2 separate regions of the Mus musculus genome follow, and region 1 is linked to region 2. A link is a contact called in public Hi-C data. All regions are on one chromosome and are shown on one strand. The core of a region is the stretch at or near the end of the contact, and the rest is flanking DNA. Distances in the headings are between cores, read along the strand shown.

Region 1 (5,403 bases), core at 2,752-5,251, 48 kb before region 2:
TGACAAGAGACCTAACTGACCCCTTTTCTTTTTGCCTATTATTTAAAAATTCCAAACATGTATATAATATATATTGGTCACACCCCCCATTCCCTCCCACTAGCTCCCTGAATGTATCCCCCTCTTCTTCCCCCAAAGTTCATGTATCATCTCACTTCCTTTTAAGTGTGTTATGAGTGTTTGCCTGCAAGAATCCCCTGCTTGTCAGGAGCCCATAGAGGTCAGAAAAATGTTTCTGATCTCCTAGAGTTGCAGACAGACAGACAGCTGTGGCCCTCCATGTGTTGCGAAGCAAACATAGGTTCACTGCAAGACAAATAGTATATACTAGTTGGTTATTTCTCCAGTTCATCATCACCATCATCTGGGTCACCATCATCATCATCAGTTTTACAATCTAGTATCTTTGAGTGTTTCAAAGAGGTTTCTGAGTTGTGCAATGATATTTTAAGAAAACATGTATACGTTGGTTTTGTTACATTTTAAATATAGAGAAAATTTAAATAAGTTAATATCCAGTCTTATTACAAATGAAATTATCTACAATAATTTCATCTCCACCTAATAATATTGGTTTCATTAGAAAACTGAAAGTGTATTCCCTCCAAATAAAGTCTACTAAAAATAGAATGATGTGAATTTTTGAAAATCAAAAATCCCTAGTAGTCATTCAAGAAAAGAAAAAATTAAAATAGGATAAGTAATTGAATAATGTATTGTTATTAAACACAGCACAATTAAAACATTATCGCTCCAATGTCCAGCATTTTAAAATTGTTAGCTTCAGAAGTTGTGTTCCAGAGGCAGCCACAGTTATACCTCATGTTGGCAGCCAAGCTTGGTAGTGTAAGAATCACCAAGTGGTAATGGCTTTGAAAGAATGAAGTAGTTATGGAGAGCAGGAGAGGCTTGTCTCTGAGAGGCCAGGAGAGGCCATTGGCCATGCAGTACAGCCTCATAGCAACTGAATGTCTAGTATTGAAGGGGCCGGGCAGAGACATTGAGGCTTGGCATAATTAAGAATATTTCTGACAGTGCAGCCAAGTTGCAGAAGAAGACCCCAGCATTTTGGAGATGCGAGTACCCTGGAATGACCCCTAAGGACAGCAACAGCCTTAAAGTCGAACCTACCTGAGCTTAGAGGAGAAGCTGTGTGTGCTACAGAGGGCAGAGATGGGGAAGTGACCCAAGCCTTTTGGAAGAGCCCAGAAGATAGTGCATGAATCTCAGATAATCAGGCATTGAGATATTTATACTTCATAGGAACACTCTGTTTAGTTGTTCACATGTACATCCTCATTATTTTATTCATGATGGAATGGAATACATGGACTTTAGTAGGGATGCCAAGATCAAAACAAAAGTGAGTGGTAAAACCAATGTCTATACCTGAAACCCAGTGTGCTAAAGCCCCACAAATCATAATGTAAATCAACAGTATCTTCTAGATGTGGCTAAATCAGATGTTAAAAAGGTTGTGCATCTCTACTCAGGCAAGTGGAGGTTTTTTAACAAATATGGCAGGTGGATTTTCCCTAAGTTTCCACTGCTGCTGCCTCTGCCATTACAACCCTCTTCCTCCTCCCTACCCCCTCCTTCATGCCATTCCTTTCTTTTCTGCTCCCTTCTCCTCCTCTTTAGCTCTGCCCCCTCTACCCCCTCCCTTCCTCTTCTCTTCTTTCCTTCCATTTTTGGTTAAGGTTTTTATTTTAGCTCACATATTGAGATATAGCCCACCATAGCGTTGAAGTCACGGCAGCAGGACTTTAAAACCCTGGGATAATTTGCACCTCCTGTCAGGAAGCAGAAAGATGAGAATGTTGCTGTTCAGCTTTCTGGTTCTATTCTTATAATTATCTTTCATTTATCCATTGACAATCTCATACATGCATACAGCGTGTCTTAATCATATCTACCTCTATTTCACCCTCCCTTCCCTTTCCACCCCAAGCATGTCCCCTCTAACTTTCATGTTCTCTTTTGAATTTATTTTGTTGTGACCCGCTGAGTTCCGTGAGAGCTGCCTGCTGGGATGTTGACTTGGCCTTGTCTAGGTGTTGTGTAAGTCATCATAACGATGGTGAGCTCATGAGTGCAATGATCATTTCATGTGCTAAAGACAGCGTTTCCCTCTATTCCTTCCTACCCTCTGGCTCTTCCTGCCTGGCTCCTCTCTCACAACCTCCTCTGAGCCTTGGAGAGTGAGCGAGATGAAATAGATGTCACATTTAGTGCTGCGCTATCAACAGTCCATTATAACAGCACCTTGATAAGAGCTATGAGTCTCTGTGCAGCTTCCCACAGCAAAAGAGGTTCCTTTGCCCAAGACTGGAAGTACCTCTAATCTATGGGTATAAACAGAATTAAAAATGATAAGCCTGGCATGGTGGCGCACGCCCTTAATCCCAGCACTCGTGAGGCAGAGGCAGGCAGATTTCTGCGTTCGAGGCCACTCTGATCTACAAAGTGAGTTCCAGGACAGGCAGGGCTATACAGAGAAACCCTGTCTCTAAAAGCCAAAAAAAAAAAGATAAGAATACTCGACTCAATGAATGCAAATATGAAGGAAATAATCCAAATTATTGCTGTTCATTTAATTTCATTCTTTTTTTTTCTTTAGTTTTTTATTTATTTGTTGTATGTAAGTGTTCTGCCTGCATGTATGCCTGCAAGCCAGAAGGAGGCACCGGATCTCATTATAGATGATTGTGAGCTATCTTGTGATTACTGAGAATTGAACTCAGGACTGTTTGGAAGAGCAGCCAGTGCTCTTAACCTCTGAGTCATCTCTCCAGCTGTTTGGAAGAGCAGCCAGTGCTCTTAACTTCTGAGCCATCTCTCCATTTCATTTCATTCTTAGTTTGAAGTTGCCATTTTTGGAAACCTTTAATATTCAAAAGAGAAAGTGGAGATTACCTGCATAAAGTTTTCTATGTTAAATTTTACATAAAGTATATCCAAGTATCTGGCTAGATTTGCAGATCCATTGTTTTAGTGCAAGTAAAGGTTCCCTATTGCTCGCACGTTTTACATTTAGATGCAGACAATTTAAATTGCGATCGAAGAAGCTGGGGGACATTTATCAGAAAATGCATATGTTCAAAAGTCAGAGAAATTTAGACATTTCCATGAGAAGGAGATTATTCAGAAAATAGGAGAAATGAATGAAACATTGAAGTGCATACTGCCCCAGCAAACTAGCCTGCATAACTATGTTTAAGAAATAGCTAAACATGGTGCTTAGGACATGGTGTGATTGGTTTGTAAGAGATCATAAGGCAGTGATGTGTATTGAATTAAGAGTAAACACACACACACACACACACACACACACACACGTAGAATTCTTAAAAGAATTGCTTTCCTGGCCCTGGTGTTCCCCTGTACTGGGGCATATAAAGTTTGCAAGAACAAGGGGCCTCTCTTCCCAATGATGGAGTGAGTGGGTAGGGGAGCAGAGTGGAGGGAGGGTATAGGGGACTTTTGGGATAGCATTTGAAATGTAAATGAAGAAAATATCTAATAAAAAATTTAAAAAAAGAATTGCTTTCCAGCATTGTACCCCATGACATAATTAGCTAAGGAGCAATGTAGAGTCCTTAAGAGATTGTTATCATTCCAGGGATGAAGTCACAGGATAGGAGGTGGTGGAGGAGAAGACGTGAGAAATGATGGAGATTCTTTAAGAGTGACAGTAAAGTCCTGTGCTCAAGCAGCTAGTGTGTCCCACAAGGCTTGGTTATAACTGCCCCAGGTATTTCTTGCTTCTTAACCTGCAGCGTTAACTTAGCTATTAGCTCTGATAACCAACTCTACCAGCTCCTCACCTTCCAACTTCTGTTTGGATTTTCAGAAGTGGCCTTTGCTTCTTGGTAACACTAAGCTCACTGGTTTATTTATAAGTACTACCTCATTGAATTTCAGCAATAACTATGGCAAGTCATATGCCAACTTCTGAACAGAGACTATTCAGCATTTGTATCTAATTCCTGCCTCCCCAACATCGCTTTTGTGTCACTGTTACAAAACTCCTCTGGCGGTGGGAGGTGAAGAGTGTTCTGTACTCTAGCTGAGATTCTGCAGGATCTAAAAAGGGAGTCCCTTGCAAAGTTACTGCGACTGTCACAATGACCTTGTCAGCTTTCTCTCTCTGCCATGCTTTTTCAACCCTTGAATAGACCAGTTTTAGCATTTTTCTCCAGTGTTCCTATTATTCATCTTGTTTTCTAGTCATACAAGTTCTTCCATGTGTGAACTAAGATGTTTTGACCTTTATTTATTTGCACATATGACTCCTGCTGAGAAGGTAACCTACAGACTTCGGATGTTATATGGTCTATCACTTATTGATAAGAAGGGGCTTGGCGCTTGATTTTATATTCCTATCTGCTCCTGTTTGGGTCAAAACTACATGATTTGGGGGTGGCTCGTCGCTGTAATCATTCACCAGGGTTGCTCACACCACAGATTTCACAACGTTCTAGGAGGTTATTCAACTTTTCTCCAGGTAACATTTAAAACTTTCATTTTCAAGGACAAATATTTCATCCTCTCACCACTAATTCCCAAATAGATATCACTCCTACATTGAGATGCCAGCAGAACTGTCTGGATGCTGAGAACCAGTGTAAAGAGTTGGTCACCAATGTTCATTCGGAACAGTATCTTCCATGTCACGGTGTGTTAGTTCTCAGAACTTTGCTCTCTTGGTTACCTAGCAAGAAAGTGTGAAGGTGCCATGTGGTCAGGCAGGAAAGGCATCCAAAAAAAACAATGGAAAGAACGGGGAACTAGATCCATTTCGTTCCTGCTGAAGACTGATCGCAGGCCCTCAGACATAGTAAGCACAGGCTAACTGAACCAACAGCACTATTGTTCAGTGTATTAAAGAAAGCGTTGTAGCAATTCACCATCGAAGGAAGATTCTGAGTTGAAAGTAGGTGATTGCTTAAAGCATAATCAGTGGAATGGTTGAGTTTCTGTCGAGATTAAATAAACACATAGAAGTAGCTGGAGGAAAATGCTGAAGTGCTGTGTAGTCCCCTCTATAACACAGATCCAGTCCATTTTCAAGTACACTTAATTTATGAATCTGCCTGTACAGAAAATACAGACTCCTGCCCCCTCAAGTCAGTTACAATAAAGCCATCCAGAAGAAAGAAGAAAAGTACTATGGTTTAATGAAAGTAAAAATTCTGAGATAGTTCACAAAGCATGAATTATGTCTGCTAAATGGACAATTGTCTTGAGTACCTCTTGTTCTACCTTGGTTTTCTTCCTATGATAACAATACCATCATGAAAATAAACTAAAGAAAGGTTTATTTGACTTAAAATTCCAGATCACAGTCCACTTCTGAGTGGAAGTCAAGGCAGTACAACTTGAGGAATTGCATCTGCAGTT
Region 2 (5,429 bases), core at 1,283-3,782:
GCAAAAGCCCCTTTCCTTCCCTTTGTATTAGTATGATAATCCATAAGTAAAGAGCACTTCGCAGCAAAAAAGCCTTAAAGAAAGTGAAATAAGTCATTTCCCTCTCTCCTGTAAGGACCTACCTAGCTAAAATTACAAGTCAATAAATGAAGTCAATCAAATGTAATCTGACCCAGACCCTCTGGGCCAGGTCACCAGGGAAGCGAGCAGTGAGCATAGCCCTTCCCTAGGTAATGCTCCCTCCGTCTCATAAATAAGTAACGACCAGGCCATTGCCAGAACACAGATTGTGAGGCAGATACGCCAGAGGAGTTTGGTGATTTCCAAGTTCTCCAGGAACATAGCATTTCATTATTTTATACTATTTATCAATTAAACATTTAAGTTTATTAAGCTGTAATAAAGTAAAGAATTAAATGTGCATTGGATTCTACCAAATTACAAAAATTAAAGGCTTTGTTTATTTAGGAAGTTACTATATATATATTTGGTTTTTCGAGACAGGGTTTCTCTGTATAGCCCTGGCTGTCCTGAAACTTACTTTGTAGACCAGGCTGGCCTCAAACTCAGAAATCTGCCTGCCTTTGCTTCCCAAGTGCTGGGATTAAAGTTTTTTTTGTTGTTGTTGTTTTTGTTTTCATATTACCCAATTACAGTTAGAGCAAAGCCTAGAAGCTGATTCTGGCTTCTGATTACTCTGAGAAACTTGAGGCTGAAGTATCTCTTTTTGAGTGGGATAAGTGGGCGACACTGTCTGTGTCAATTTCCTAATAGCAGTGCAAATTGTCTATGGGCAGGGTGATGGAACTTCTGTCTTGGCTCAACAGAACACAAAGCCATTATTTGTGAGAGCAGTGACGTTTATAGAAAGGCCGTTGTATTGCTGCTATCTTTCAGAACTGTAGACAAGTGGTAATTGCTCGTTTTTCGCACCAGGCACGGGTGTGGATGGGTCACTCCTTGTCACTGGCATGCCTCAGCTGAGTCTAATTCTTAAGGTTGGTACAGTGTGCTACTTTTGATTATGAGAAAAGAGCTAAGCCAGATGAGCTAATATGGACTGGGTGTGGCTTTAAGCAGCAACAGCTTGTTCTAGAGAATCTCATTTGCCAAGGACTTTTAAATTCTTTTTACATTCCAAATGTTGACCCTCTTCCCAGTTTCCCCCACACACAAGTCCCCATCCCCTCCTCCCTCCCCCTGCCTCTATGAGGGTGCTCCCCCACCTGCCCACCCACTCCTGCATCAATGCCCTAGTGTTCCCCTATCCTGGGTCATCAAGCCTCCTCAAGACCAATGGGCTCCCCTCCCAGTAATGCCAGATAAGGCAATCCTCTGCTACATATCTAGCTGGAGCCATGATACCTCCATGTGTACTCTTTAGTTGGTGGTTTAGTCCTTGGGAGCTTTAGGGGGTCTGGTTGGTTGATATTGGTGCTCTTCCTATGAAGTTGCAAACCCCTTCAGCTCCTACAGTCCTTGCCCTAACTTCTCCATTGGGGTCCCTACACTCAGTCCAATGTTTGAATCTGTACATCTGCATCTGTATTGGTCTGGCTCTGGCAGAGCCTCTCAGGGGACAACTATACTAGGCTCCTGTCAGCAAGCACTTCTTGGCATCAGCAATAATGTCTGGGTTTGATGTCAGCAGATGAGTTGCATCCCTAGGTGGGGCAGTCTCTTGATGACCTTTCTTTCAGTTTCTGCTCCACTTTTTCTCCCTGCATTTCGTTTTGAGAGGAGGAATTCTGGATTAATATTTTTGAGGTGGGTGGGTGGCCCTATCCCTTAGCTAGGGGCCATGCCTGTCCATTGGATATGGGGTCTACAGGTTCTATCTCCCCTTTGTTGGGTATTTGAGTTAATGTTCTCCCTTTTGGGTCCTGGGAACCTCTTGGGTCCCTGACATCTGGGACTTCCTAGTGGCTACTCCCAATTCCCCTTCCCCCACTGCTACACAGCTACTTTCAAACTCCTGACCCTCTGTACTTCTCCCCCATCTCCTCCCATATCTGAACTGCCCTTCCTTTTCCCTGCCCCTCCTCTCTCCCTTCTAGATCTCTCTCTCCCTCTACTTCCCAGAGATTATTCTTTTCCCCCTACTGAGTAGGGCTGACATTTCAATACTTGTTTCTCAGAAGTCAGGAGACTACACTACTGGGAGAAGTTAAACTTTTGCCTATAATGCCATTCTCTTTAAGGATTCTTATGCTAATAGAAAACTTTATTGGAATTAAGTAGTTAAGTGTAAATGTCTATGGACTTGGCCTCTATTGATTTATTTGATGTCTTCTATGTTGGATATAAAAGCTCAACTTGGCAAGTTAGAGGGTTTGGCACGCCCTGCTAGCAAACAAGCTGTGCCCCAACAAAAATCCACCCCCAAGTTACAGAGGCTCAGTTCTGAACCAGTACGAAATGAGATCCGGGCTAAGAGTGTAAGCTGGGTGCTGATTGGCTGTGTCTGGCAATCAGGATACATAAAAGGCAAGCACTAAAGTATCTGGGAAGGTTGATACCATTCCTGACCTAGCAAACCTGTGTGGTCCTGAGACACTTCAGTACTATGAGTGGGTGCCCGTTTGCAGGAAACAGTGTAGGGTGAGTGTTTATCTCTGTTTATATGGAAGGGAACTTTCCAGCCTTAGCCTATAAACAGTCAAATTCCTGGACTTAAAAGTTAATTCCTTGCTTCTTATTAGTCTGTTAATTTATTAATAAACCAGACAGAATTAGAAACAGAGTTGTACTTTCTTATTTTATGGGCACTCTGCTTTTGGTTTTTTTGTTTGTTTGTTTTAATTTTTTGTGTCATTCACTCAAAATGCAGATACACTTTGAAAAACGTATCTATGGAGGACAATGAAGAAGACAGAGCTCAAACTGGTGTAAACAGAGCCAGCAAAGGAGGACTTATCTATGGCAATTACTTGCAGGTAGGTGCTGGCAACCAACCCCTCGCTGGCTTTAGCTGCTGTCATCAGCCACTAAATTGTCTCTAAATGGTCTTTCACTTGACTGTATTTTTTTTTTTTCAATCACCAGTAGTTTTCTGAACCTTCGGACCTTTCTATTCGTAGATATCTGTGCCTATTCAAATCTGCTATGGCACGTTGAGTGGTGAAATGTTCCTTCCTAGAAGAGGCTCTGCAACAGCAGAAAGTTCTGTATCTGGACAGGAGATTGTGAAAGATAAAGCACAGGGCAGATAGCAGACGGGCTGTGCTCAGCACATGTGAAAAGATGGGGGTCAGAACCCCAAATCCCCATCGGAAATCTGCAAATTCCACATTACAATGTAGAAATGTTAAAGGTACACAGAACCTTCTCAAAACCATTAGGAAATAAAAGACAGCTTTCCATTGGGAATTGGGAGGTGATTATGGTTCGCTTTCAGATTAAAAATTTAAGGTGGGAAATGGTTAAAGTTCTCGTGCTTCTTTGGTAGTTTTGTAAGGATGAAGTGATAATGAATGTAAAACCCGCCAGAAGCCTTTGAGTAGGAGGAAAGAAAAGTATTGCAGACTTGAAGCAAACGGTTGGCTTCCCACCATACTGTCCTGAGAACACTGGCATTTGAGAGGACAGTGCTGTCTCACTGAGGATTTTGGAGAAGAACGGCAACTACAATTATTCTTAAAATCGCAAATTTAACCTACTTTTTGTTGTTGATGATGAAACTCATTTACTGTTTTTTTTTTTTTTTTTTTTAAAGACCGATCACAGTTTGAAAGGACTTGACTCAGGGGTACTTTTTCCAGAATTGTAGTCTGCTTCTTGTTAATGTCTGTGTGCACAACCCTAGAGCTGAAATCTTAAGATCCATCTTCTCATTTTCTTATTTAAAGTTGGAAAAGATTTTGAATGCGCAAGAACTTCAGAGTGAAGTAAAAGGGAACAAAATCCATGACGAGCACCTATTCATCATAACTCATCAAGGTGAGCTTTGAGGGTGAGCAACGAGGAGTGAGTGTTGCAATTATCCGTCACCAATAGTGCAAATGTGTCTTTATCTGTAAGGTCATAAAAGACTGAGAAACTGTCCATAGATACTCATGAGAATATTTTGTGTCACATAAAATTTCGCAGGACCCTCTCTGGCCTTTTGTCCTTATCTTTGTGGTCCGTTCAGTGGACAAAAGATTATACTAGTCTCCTAGCTTTGTCCTTAATTCAAGAGAGACCTTTCAGCTCTCAAAATTTCACAAAGGATTTGCAAGCTAAAATGCCACTTTTTTTCATGGAGCACTGAAAACCCTGCATTATAGGATTATTTTTTAAATATTTTTTACAAATTCATGTAATTTTATAAAAATGGAATATTAGGCAAAAATGTATAGTTTTTATATTTGGCAATATTTTTCAGATTCCTTATTTTTGCATAATGGCATTCAGGCAAGCAGTCTGTGTTTTCAGAAGGGCCTTGTTCTCCAAGATATCATGAACAGTTTCACACATGATAAGAGTGCCTGCTGTGTGGTTGTCAAGTTCCTTGTGACTCTGTGTATTTGTCCAGGAGCTCTCCTCTATTCTACACACTCAGATTTTTTTTTTCCTTTTGATGAGTTCTTGTCCTTTGTCCAAATGAGTTCTTACTTCCCTCAGTTACATCAGAAACCCTTTTAGTTAAGAAATGAATGGTTGGAAAGAATAAGCACATTGTATTATGCCTGTCTTTCATTTGTTTGTTTGTTTTTTCATTTTTGTTGGGTTGTACTAAAGCAAAATCAGTAAGAGAGGAATCCTGGATAATCAGCATAAATGGAGCTCAAAGCAAAATTTGAATGGCATCTCTACTGTGGCAAATTACATAATCTTAGTAAGATTACTTAGACTTAAGACCTCCTACACCAAATGAGGAGTTATTCATTATTCATACTTGTTTCCATACCAATGAGATGAAATAATTCTCAGTAAACACTGAGAGTTTAACACACAGTAAGCTTCTAACAGACCGTAGTCACCATGATTTAATTGTCTTCTGCACTTTAGTTACAGTATGCTGAGAGTGGCTCATAGAACTACCCAGAGGAAGTTAGCCCTGGAAAGAGACATGCAAAATACTTAGCAAGCATTTGATTTGTTCATTACCTAAATATAAAAATTAGAACTCCTCCAAATATTAACCGTAACTGAAAAATTATAGTTGAGCTTACTGTCTTGATTATCAGAGATACAGGCTTTATCTATTAAATGGTACCACATGTAGTACACCGGAGATATCAGATTATTAGCCCTTAAGCTCATCTACTTATTACACTGATGACTTTATTTGCTAACTCATTACATATACAGTCAGCGCCAAGCATTGTGCTGGTTACTGAAGGAAAACCTAGGCAACTGAGATGAAATTTCTTCTTTTGTGGGGTTTATACACTTCAGTGAAGGACAAACGAGTGGAAAAGAATCATTTCACTTTCCATGAGCAG

What was found. A called contact is a pair of places that touch in the nucleus more often than the background predicts.
Region 1: a Hi-C map of liver shows a contact between it and region 2, with 3 times the contacts expected there. The contact joins the enhancer-like site here to the promoter of Tdo2 in region 2. A contact is called at or near these places in 3 of 39 promoter capture datasets (liver and macrophages), 5 of 484 Hi-C or Micro-C datasets (liver and nephron progenitors) and 3 of 9 other capture datasets (adipose tissue, liver and pancreatic islet).

Annotation. Positions count from the first base shown.
Region 1 is chr3:82,021,904-82,027,306 of GRCm38.p6, reverse strand. No RefSeq gene overlaps it. Among named protein-coding and RNA genes, the nearest start is that of Asic5, 28 kb to the right of the region's middle. Within about 2 kb of position 4,001, at least 7 of the 459 cell types and tissues checked have an H3K27ac peak or open chromatin away from gene starts, as enhancers often do. A contact at or near this core is called in liver, where this site is marked.
Region 2 is chr3:81,972,831-81,978,259 of GRCm38.p6, reverse strand. Tdo2 (tryptophan 2,3-dioxygenase) reads left to right here and starts at 2,532. Exons shown (of 12, transcript NM_019911.2): 1 at 2,532-2,601; 2 at 2,831-2,936; 3 at 3,849-3,939. The coding sequence starts at 2,567.